2 separate regions of the Macaca mulatta genome follow, and region 1 is linked to region 2. A link is a contact called in public Hi-C data. All regions are on one chromosome and are shown on one strand. Each heading gives the region's core, a stretch centred on a gene start, on an enhancer-like site or on the middle of the called end of the contact. The rest is flanking DNA. Distances are from core to core; before and after follow the strand shown.

Region 1 (5,457 bases), core at 274-2,773, 51 kb after region 2:
AGCCTTGACCGCTCTAGGCTCAGGTGATCTTCCCGCCTGGGCCTCTCTACGTGCTAGGACTACTGGCGTCAGCTACTGTGCCCAGCCTCGAGGAAAATTTTCCATTTCTGTAGTTTCGCTGCATGTAATAGAATTCTTCTGGAAGTGAGTGCAAATGAATTTAGCAAATGTAATATAAAGAAAAGCACTGGATTAAATGTTAGAAGACTTGCATTCTAGACCTCAATCTACCTCAAACTGGGTATGCTACCCAGAACTATTCCTTTAAGCTCTCTTTGATCAATTTTCCTACCTGCTCTCTCTCTGCTTTGCTCCAGTGACCCCATCTCAGTCAGGCTGAAAGGACTTGTAAAGACATTTCCTTACAAGTACCTAGAGTGTCTAGCAGGCACTCCTCCCCTCAAATTCCTTACTGGTCTCCTCTAGCTCACCCGGCTCCAGGCACCTTGCAAGGAGCAGGGAAACTCGGCTTCAGAGCCTCTTTACTTTCAGGTTCTCTGCCTAGAAGTCCTCTCCATATGTGGAATGCCCTGCCATTCACCTTCTGCAAGTCTTCACTCAAATGTCATTTTCTCAGTGACACTCTCACTGAAGTGGCACAACTCTTTCTGCTTTGTCTCCCTGCCTCCTTACATCCCTTATCATCATCTGACACTGAATTGACTTGTTTACTGTTTCTGTTTACCTGCATGTTAGGTTCACACTGCTGTATCCACAGAATCTAAAAAAAATACCTGGCATTTAGTAGGCACGTAGTAAACACATGTTGGATGAATAACCAAAACTGTAAAATGAGGCCGTCACGCCGGATGGATCATGCATCCCCTTAAGATGAAACTGTGCTGCTACTGGGCCCAGTCTTCTGGCATTACCGTCCTGAGAAGCCCAGCACCACCTTCCGAGGCGTACTCACTTTGCAGGAGCCTGCAGCGGCGGCTTCAGGTTCTCCCTCCTCGTGGACAAGGTCTAACAACTGAAAGCCCGAGTCCCCGGCGGCTTCTGGGTTCCCCGGCGTGTACTCGGACTCCTGGCCGCTCGAGGTGGTCCCCAAGGATCGGCGGCTGGAAACCACCCGGTAGCGGCCCTCCTGCCGGATCTCCCGAGCCGAGGCGCGGAGATTGCAGCGGACACGCTGCTGGCTGTCCCGTGACGGGCGCAGAACTGCCCGCAGGAGAGGCTGGACTGGTTCCTCCTAGGGGGCAACAGGGGAGGGAGGCCAGCGTAAGCAGGAGTTCGCGAGCGGGTCAGGGATCGGGTTTCCTAACGGCTGCACCCTAAGATGCCCTCCACATCACTGCACCACGCCCAATACCTGGGAGCACACAGTGGCCACCAAGTGGAAGACATTATTCTCCGCTGCTCTCTCCAAACTCGCCGACGTCTTCTGTGCCGCCGACTCGACCTCGTCGCTCCGGAGGCGTTTACAAGCGAGCACAAGAGCCTCGGCCGGCTCCGCACTGCGCTTCCGCTTCACCCGCAGCACAGCTGTCCTGCCGGCCTCCATAGTGGCTGCCGCTGAGCATTGTGGGAACGCGCGGGGTGTGATGGGATAGCCTTCTAGTTCTGCCTTGGGACCCGCCCCCCGCCCCCCGCCCCCCGCCCCCCGCACGCTCCTCGGCGCAGATAGATCCCGCCCCGCGTGCTGGACGCGGCAAAATGGTGGTAGCAGAGGAGGCGAGCGAAGCGTTTCCCGTGGCAGGTGAGGCGCTGGGTATGCGGGGAAGGTGGGGTCGCTTTGGGGTTCGGGGTGCAGCCAGCATCATGTCCTTAGCACCAGGGCCTCGGCAGAGGAGCCTGGCGTGGGCGTACTTGGACTCCGGGGACCTTTCTAGAGTCCGCGTGGGGCAGCTCGGAGCACCCTGGCCTGCAGGAGAGCGGGGTTCCAGGCTGGCCCCGGCTCTGCAGTCCAGCCGGGTGCCTGCTGCTCGCGGGGCTGGGTCGCAGTACTGGTGCCTGGAGCCTCCCCTTAGAGACCGCAGTAGCTCCAACCATCGCATCCCTCACTGGGCCACGAGTTCTCTGATTGACCTGCTGATGTCTTCCCGGTTCACTGTGTTCTGAGTAATTGGAGAGTCATGTATTCACTACATGCCAGCCAGAGTGGTTCTGTAAAAGCGTACGTCCAGTGTAGATATGCTTCTGCTTAAAGCTCTTGAGTGGCTCCCACTGCTTTTGGAACAAGATCCAAACTTGTCGACTTTCCAAAGTCGACAAGGCCCAGCTTGATTGAGCAGAAGATGTGATAGGAGATGAGGAATGGGGGCTTCTGCAAAAGTGCTTCGGTCGCTCAGGCTTTTGGCACATTTTGCTTGTGCACCTAGTTCTTTCTACCTTAGGGCCTTTTCTTGGGAAAGTTGGGGTAAGGATTCCTGACCTGTAAAAACTCTTCCCCAACTTTTATCCTGGTTTGTCTTGTAGATCTCAAATGCTACCTTCCTCAAAGAGTCCTTCTGTAACCTTGGTTTTCTCTTTCTACAACGCTCTGTGTATTTCTTGCATTCATGTAGTCTGTAATTTGTATTACTCTCTCATTAGTCTAAGCTCTTGGAGGGCAAGGGTTTTCTCTAGCTTATGGTGGTGGCTCCAGTCCCTAATATAGTGCCTGGCACGTAGAAGGTATTCAGTCAAGTTTGATACTTTATTTTTTCGAGAGAGAGCCTCACTCTGCTGCCTAGGCTGAGTGCAGTGGTATGATCAAGGCGCACTGCAGCCTTGACCTCCTGGGCTCAGGCGATCCTCTCACCTCAGCCTCCAGAGTAGCTGGGACTACAGGCATGCGCCACTATACTCGGCTAATTTTTAATTTTAGTATATGTATATTTAATGTATACATATATATTTTCAAGACAGGGTCTCACTCTGTCACCCAGGCTGGAGTTCAGTGGCGCCATCTCGGCTCACTGCAACCTCCGCCTCCGGGGCTCAAGTGATTCTCCTACCTCAGCCTCCCGAGTAACTGGGACTACAGGCACAGGTCACCGCGCCCGGCTAATTTTTTAAAAAAATTTTTTGTAGAGAACGGGGTCTCACTATGTTGCGCAGGCTGGTCTGGAACTCCCAGATCCGATATCCTTGCGCCTCGGCCTCCCAAAGTGCTGGGATCACAGGTGTGAGCCACCACACCCTAGCAAATACATTTTGAATGAATGTTAAGGACCATCTGCTCTGCAGTTTGACGGGTAATACAATTAGGGCTTGGCATGGTGGTTTCTATTTCCTCCTTGTAAATGGCCATGCGAGTTTACAACTCTTGGAGAATGAGGAGGGGGTCAGAGAATATCTCCTCAATCTGTAGTGTAGACTTCTTCTGGGAGAGGACAAATAATAATGGATGAGGGCATTTAGCCAGAGAAGGTGTGTAGTGCCCACCAGAAGAGGTTCGTGCCTTCATAAAATTGTTAACACAAGACAAGGTTCCAGGTTGGTTGGTTTTTTTTTGAGATACAGTCTTGCTCTGTTGCCCAGGCTGGAGTGCAGTGGCGTGATCTTGGCTCACTGCAACCTCTGCCTCCCAGGTTTAAGCAATTCTCCTGCCTCAGCCTCCCAAGTAGCAGGGATTGCAGGCACCTGCCACCACGCCCACTAATTTTTTTTATTTTTAGTAGAGATAGGATTTCGCCATGCTGGCCAGACTGGTCTCAAACTCCTGACCTCAGGTGATCCACCTGCCTTGGTCTCCCAAAGTGCTGGGATTATAGGCGTGAGTCACCGCGCCTGGGCTCTTCCAGGTTTTGAAAACACTGTGGTCCTGGTGTTCGACTCAGCAACATCACAGACAGGAAAGGAATCCTATGGATTAAAGTTCTTTACTATACGTTTTTTTTTTTTTCCTCCACTTCAGATAGGTAATGTGCCAGTGTAGTAAAGGTTTGAGGGGAGGCACGTCTGACACAGGCGCATGAACATCCAGTCATCACGCTTGTGAGTTACAAAAGGATCACTCTTAACCTTTAAGTAACTTCAGAATTGATTCCACGTGGACCACAGGATTAGTATTTCAGGACTCTACCATGTGGAGCCTATTGACAATGTTTGACACCTGGTCCAGTTTTACTTCACCAAACTGATTGATTTAATGTGCGTGATTGTCCAAGCCTTTCTAATTGGATGAAATGCCTTCTCCCTCCACATACCCCACCTTCTCCTCGTGCCTCAGCTGAATCCACCTTTTAAGCCTTCCCTGAACATTCAGCTAGGTATGGCCATTTCTTTCTCTAGCATTTGTTGGACACAGTTTTCCAATGCACATTACAGATTCTGATAGTTCTAAATATTCTATCTGTAAAATAAGTATTAGTACGAGATAAAGTGGATTATAGCAATGCTGTTAAACTGCTGGTTGCAACCCATTGATGGGTCCTGACCAGCAAGTAAAAGTGCAGCTGGGTGCTGTGGTGCATGCCGGTAGACTAGCTACTTGGGAGGCTGATGTAGGAGGACCTTGAGTCCAGGAGTTCAAGGCTGTAGAGTATAATATCATGCCTGTGAATAGCCACTGCACTACAGCCTGGACAGCGGGGAGATCCCATCTCTTAAAAACAGCGGAAATGGCCGGGCGCGGTGGCTCAAGCCTGTAATCCCAGCACTTTGGGAGGCCGAGGCGGGCGGATCACAAGGTCAGGAGATCGAGACCACAGTGAAACCCCGTCTCTACTAAAAATACAAAAAATTAGCCGGGCGCGGTGGCGGGCGCCTGTAGTCCTAGCTACTCAGGAGGCTGAGGCAGGAGAATGGCGTGAACCCAGGAGGCGGAGCTTGCAGTGAGCCGAGATCGCGCCACGGCACTCCAGCCTGGGCAACAGCGTGAGACTCCGTCTCAAAAAAAAAAAAAAAAAAACAGCGGAAATGAGGCCGGGCGCGGTGGCTCAAGCCTGTAATCCCAGCACTTTGGGAGGCCGAGACGGGCGGATCATGAGGTCAGGAGATCGAGACCATCCTGGCTAACACGGTGAAACCCCGTCTCTACTAAAAATACAAGAAAATTAGCCGGGCGAGGTGGCGGGCGCCTGTAGTCCCAGCTACTCGGGAGGCTGAGGCAGGAGAATGGCGTGAACCCCGGGGAGCGGAGCTTGCACTGAGCCGCGATCGCGCCACTGCACTCCAGCCTGGGGCACAGAGCAAGACTCCGCGTCAAAAAAAAAAAAAAAAGCGGAAATGAAATAGAGCGTATCAGAGGGCCTTGTTCGTAGGAAGTCAGTATTGTTTCGTGGAACTTTTAGTTACATGCGTATATGCAGGTGTGTGTATTGAGGCTCATTGTAAAGTATATTTCTTACTGGGGTTATCAGAAAGTTTGAAGGCCATTAGACTGGGGATAGGTATGCTGGGATTTTAAAAGTAGAGTTTTACCTGGACAAATTGTCTACTTTGAACCTGACTGTCTGACTGTGTTTGTTCAGGGAAGGTTGTTTCTAATCTATTTGCTTTTTTTTTTTTTTTTTTTTTTTGAGACGGAGT
Region 2 (5,061 bases), core at 647-3,146:
CTTGAAACTAGGAGTTTGAGGCTGCAGTGAGCTATGATCACAACTGTGAATAGCCATTGCACTCCAGCCTGGGCAATAGATCTCTGAAAGCAAAAGAAAAGAATGGTTACAAATAAATGTATCTTGCAGGGTGGTCCTGAGGAACACTGATGGTGTTAGAGAACATCTGATTCAGGGTGTGATGTACATGGGGCTTTTAGCTGATGGGCTAGGTAACTGGGTGTGAGACTGCAAAGCCAGAGGGAGCCGGCGTATGTTTTTTTTGTTTCCTTTCTTTTTTTTTTTTTTTTTTTTGAGATGGAGTTTCGCTCTTTATCGCCCAGGCTGGAGTGCGATGGCGCGATCTCGGCTCACTGCAACCTCTGCCTCCCAGGTTAAAGCGATTCTCCTGCCTCAGTCTCCCAAGTAGCTGCAATTACAGGCATGTGCCACCATAATAGGCTAATTTTGTATTTTTAGTAGAGACGGGGTTTCTCCGTTGGTCAGGCTGGTCTCGAATTCCCAACCTCAGGTGATCCGCCTGACTCAGCCTCCCAAAGTTCTGGGATTACAGGTGTGAGCCACCAGGCCCAGCTGAGCCGGCATACCTTATATAAAGCTGTGGCAGGGACAAGTGGCTGGGTGCCAATACAAGTGTCCAGAGTTGTCCTTCTGCCCAGCCAGGGAGGCCGGAGGAACTGATCTGGGAGGCAAAGGGTGCAACTCGATTGATCCAAATATATATGTTCACTCACTGACACGGGAGGTGTTCCAAGCAGAGGGCAGGAGGGCAGCACCAGCGAGGGCTCCTCAAGCATTGTCATCCAGGCCTGCAGAGAGGAGAATGGAAGGGTTTTTAGGCAGGGGAGATACAAAGTCATCGCAATCTGTAATTTAGGAGCATCCCCTACTCTGTGGAGATGGGTTAAGGGGAGCAGGAAAGGGATTGGGAAGCCACTGTGGCTGGGGAGAAGAAAGCAGGGTGTAGGCCGTGGGAGGAGTGGGGAGGAAGGGTCTGAAGTGCTGCCCATCTCTGGCTGGGTCCCTGTCACTGGGTGGCAGGGAGCAGGGTCTTGGGTATGGTCTGGAACCAGAGGACATGCACTTGTGGTCATAAGGCTGGGGGAAAAGACCCCAGGGCCCTGGACCAAGTCAGTGCTTGAGGTGTTGACAGGAAATTTCGGTGGAGGGCTCAGGGGCCCATGAGGTCAGGAAGCTCTAGACAAGAGAGCCCCAGAGACACCAGAGGAAAAGGAACTCGAGAGGAAGATGGAGGAGCAAACAGAGGGAGGGGAAGTGGGCAGGAGGTGCAGCTTCCCCAAGAGGGGTGGCAGCTCTCTTGGGAAAATGAGGACAGAGCCCCAGGGAGGTCTGGGGTTGGCCAAGGGAGCCTGCAGTTTCTTTGTGGGTGCGGGGGCCTCAAGGGATGGGAATCTGAGCTGTGCGTGTGTTTGGACAAGTCCCCAGAGTGTGTGTCTTCTCGGGGTTCCTAGACGCAGGGTGGCAGTGGCCCGGCGGTGGCGGAGGCCGTTTGGATCCCTGTGTGAGCTGTAGGGGGCGCCCTGGGCGCCGGGCCCAGGTCAAGGGCGAGATAGGAACGGGGTGCGGGGGCCGATGAGAGCTCCCCGCGGGAATGTCCCGGTGTAGACGCCCTCGGAGGCCCTATCTAACTCCAGGGTGGCGAGGGTGGCCGGGCCCAGGTCACGGGCTGCGCCGGCCCTGGCGAGGCCACCGGGGGCTGTCGGGCGTCCACGCTCACGGTCTGGGCCAGAGGACCCCGCAGCGGCCAGGCCGTGGCGGCCACGGGGGCCTGGAAGCGCCGCCGCCAGCTGGCCCCGCACGGAACTGTGTCCCGACGCGGCGCGCGCTATCGCGATCCGGTGGCGGGTGACGTGGCGGGGCGGGGCCTGAGCGGCCGCGGCGACGGCGGCGCGACCGAGCATCCTGGCGGCGCCGGGCCACTGGGAGGTAACGGGCCGGGCCATGGGCGGGCGCGCGGGGAGAGGGGCCGGGGCCGGGCCGCGTTCTGTGGGAGCGGAACCCTCTGGGTCTTGGCCACCGCCGTCGGGAGCGGGATGCGGCCCAGAAACGGCGCGGGGCTGGCCGGTCGGGGCCGCGCGAGAGGCGCTGCGGCTGAGGGGTGGCTACACGAGGAGCGAGGGACCTCGAGCGTGAGGGCCGAGTGTGGGAGAAATGCTGTATGGGTGCGAGCCCCGGAGGCTGATGGTGACCGCGAGGGAGCCAGTCTTGGAGTGTGCTGGCGACGCGGCGAGTGTGAGGGAGACCGGGGGTGTGTGTGGAGAGGGAAACCCCAGGTAGCAGGGTGACCGGGACTCTGTGTGTGCGGGCCGCGCTGCGAGCGTGAGACTGTGCGACGGTGACCCAGAGTGGGACTGTGACTGCGCTTCCGACTGCAGGACAGAGAACCTGTGCTGTGTGGTGGCCGCGGTGGGGCGGAGAAAGATGCGGGCTCAGGACTGCAGGAGCCAGGCTTCCTGGGGCTGTCGCAAGAATGACGATTATCATTTTAAAATCAGTCCATTTACTTTAGAGAATGCCGCAAGGTTTTGCGGCGTGTTGGGGCCTGGAGCGTTGGGCTGCTGGCGCTGGGGAACCCACGTGGCCCCGGTGATTATGGCTCTTTTGAGCGTCCCCATAGCCTGTCATCTTGTGTGACTATCTCTCGTCCTGAATGTGGGGAGATAGACGTGAAACATTCTGAAAATTCTTTGCTGGGCTCTAAGCAAACATGTTGTGTAATGGTCAGTATAAATAGGAATCAGGGTGTCGGCGAACACGTTTTTGAGTACCTCTTGTATGCCCTGGGCTTGGTGACACAGTTAAAAAGAATTCAGTCTCTGCCCTTGATGGGGGGAAAAAGCCAGGGCCAGCTCAGCTCGCAGGGCGGCAGTTCAGTGCCCAGCCATCGGGAGCTTATCTCTCAGAGCTGCTCCCAGATTTCAGATCTGGGAGGAGCAGACTTGAAAGGCTGTGACTGCTTCCTGATATCAGTTCCACCTCTTTTTGGTGGCGGTGAGGCCCTTTGGGGACCTGCCCAGGCCACCTGCATTACTCGGGTCCCGTGTGTGCTGTGCAGATGGCTTTTGCTTCCCAACTTTGATCTCAGATCGTCATTCAAGTCATTATACTGGAGTTTATTTTCCTGGCAAGTGTGTGGAAAACCACCAGCCTGATTTTCTCCTCTCTTCCTCTCCTTGTCCTCCTTCCCTATTTGGCCATGGATGTATTTTTATGGCATATACCGCTTTTATGATCCCCATCTCCCTGGAACTTCTTAGTAGAAGAAATTTGCTGACCTTTGTGTTTCCTGCTGTAATCTCTTGGATGTAGATTAGTTTCTAAAAAAGTTATGCAGGCCGGGCACAGTGGCTCAGGCCTGTAATCCCAGCACTTTGGGAGGCTGAGGTGGGCAGATCACGAGGTCAGGAGATCGAGACCATTCTGGCTAACATGGTGAAATCCCGTCTCTACTAAAAATACAAAAGATGAGCCAGGCGTGGTGGCGGGTGCCTGTAGTCCCAGCTACTTGGGAGGCTGAGGCAGGAGAATGGCTTGAACCCGAGAGGCAGAGGTTGCAGTGAGCCAAGAGTGTGCCATTGCACTGTAGCCTGGGCGACAGAGTGAGACTCCGTCTCAAAAAAAAAAAGAAAAAAGTTATGCAAACGGTGCCCACGGGACCTGGGGCCCCAGAGCTGCCTAGACATGCATGATTTAATGTGACAAGGCCAGTTCTCTGACAGGTTTGGACTGACTGCTTCAGTTATACCCACCCTGTGGGTGTCTTGGAACCTGCCAGTAATTAGGACTGCCCCTGCCGGGCATGTAAAATTTAGATTTTACAAGGAAATATCATTCTGCTGCTTTCTTGGTTAATTTTTAAAAATTACGTAAATATATATATACATATTTTTTAAAATCAGCTTTCTCAGGTTAAAAGGGTTCATTTTTTGATCAGTTCCCTCCCACTCTTTGTTGCAGAGTTTATGTGGCCGAGGCAGACAAGTGAAATTAGGCCTTGCTGCAGGGACTTCATTTCCTTCTCAGTACTGGACCCATTTATGAGGAGGTGGCTTATGAAAGTGTGATGTTCACGTATTTCTTGACAGGTGAATATTGTTGCGCTGTCTTTTCTTTTGTTTGTGTGATTTACAAAGAGTTTTTACTTATTTGTATACAGTATGAACACAATACTAGTAAAGAGAATGGCTTACACATAATTAACAATTCTTTAGTATTACATGTTAAATAACACTGTAATTTATTATAAAAATAAATTATATATTTATTTATATTACAACTCTTTCTGAAGAGTAATTGGGTGGGTTTTTTCTTATTTTTCTTTTTGGAGACAGAGTATCATTCTGTCACCCAGGCTGGGGTGCAGTGGTGTGATCTCTGCTCACTGCAACCTCCGCCTCCCGAGTTCAAGTGATTCTTCTGCCTCAGCCTCCCAAGCAGCTGGGACTACAGGCGCCCGCCACCATGCCCAGCTAATTATTGTATTTTTTTTTTTTTTTTTTTGAGACGGAGTCTCGCTCTGTCACCCAGGCTGGAGTGCGGTGGCCGGATCTCAGCTCACTGCAAGCTCCGCCTCCCGGGTTCACGCTATTCTCCTGCCTCAGCCTCCCGAGTAGCTGGGACTACAGGCACCCGCCACCTCGCCCGGCTAGTTTTTTGTATTTTTTAGTAGAGACGGGGTTTCACCGTGTTAGCCAGGATGGTCTCGATCTCCTGACCTCGTGATCCGCCCGTCTCGGCCTCCCAAAGTGCTGGGATTACAGGCGTGAGCCACCGCGCCCGGCCTTAATTATTGTATTTTTAGTAGAGACGGGGCTTCACCATCTTGGCCAGGCTGGTCACGAACTCCTGAGCTCAGGTAATCTGCCCGCCTTGGCCTCCCAATTGTGGTGGATTTTTTTTTTTTTTTTTTTGAGACGGAGTTTTGCTCTTGTTGCCCAGGCTGGAGTGCAATGGCGCAATCTTGGATCACTGCAACCTCCACCTCCCGGGTTCAAGTGATTCTCCTGCCTCAGCCTCCCGAATAGCTGGGATTATAGGCGC

The links. Hi-C and Micro-C count contacts between places; a contact is called where the count stands out from the background.
Region 1: a contact with region 2 is called in a Hi-C map of CD4 T cells, with 3 times the contacts expected there. The contact joins the promoter of SLC7A6OS here to the promoter of SLC7A6 in region 2. A contact is called at or near these places in 5 of 14 Hi-C or Micro-C datasets (CD4 T cells, blood, cortical neurons and 2 more).

Annotation. Positions count from the first base shown.
Region 1 is chr20:63,901,365-63,906,821 of T2T-MMU8v2.0, forward strand. SLC7A6OS (solute carrier family 7 member 6 opposite strand) reads right to left here and starts at 1,524. Exons shown (of 5, transcript XM_015126469.3): 1 at 1,313-1,524; 2 at 914-1,192. The coding sequence starts at 1,504. PRMT7 (protein arginine methyltransferase 7) reads left to right here and starts at 1,620. Exons shown (of 20, transcript XR_013411027.1): 1 at 1,620-1,699. LOC114674524 (small nucleolar RNA U13) reads right to left here and starts at 3,938; the gene lies at 3,836-3,938.
Region 2 is chr20:63,849,857-63,854,917 of T2T-MMU8v2.0, forward strand. SLC7A6 (solute carrier family 7 member 6) reads left to right here and starts at 1,897. Exons shown (of 12, transcript XR_013411051.1): 1 at 1,897-1,947.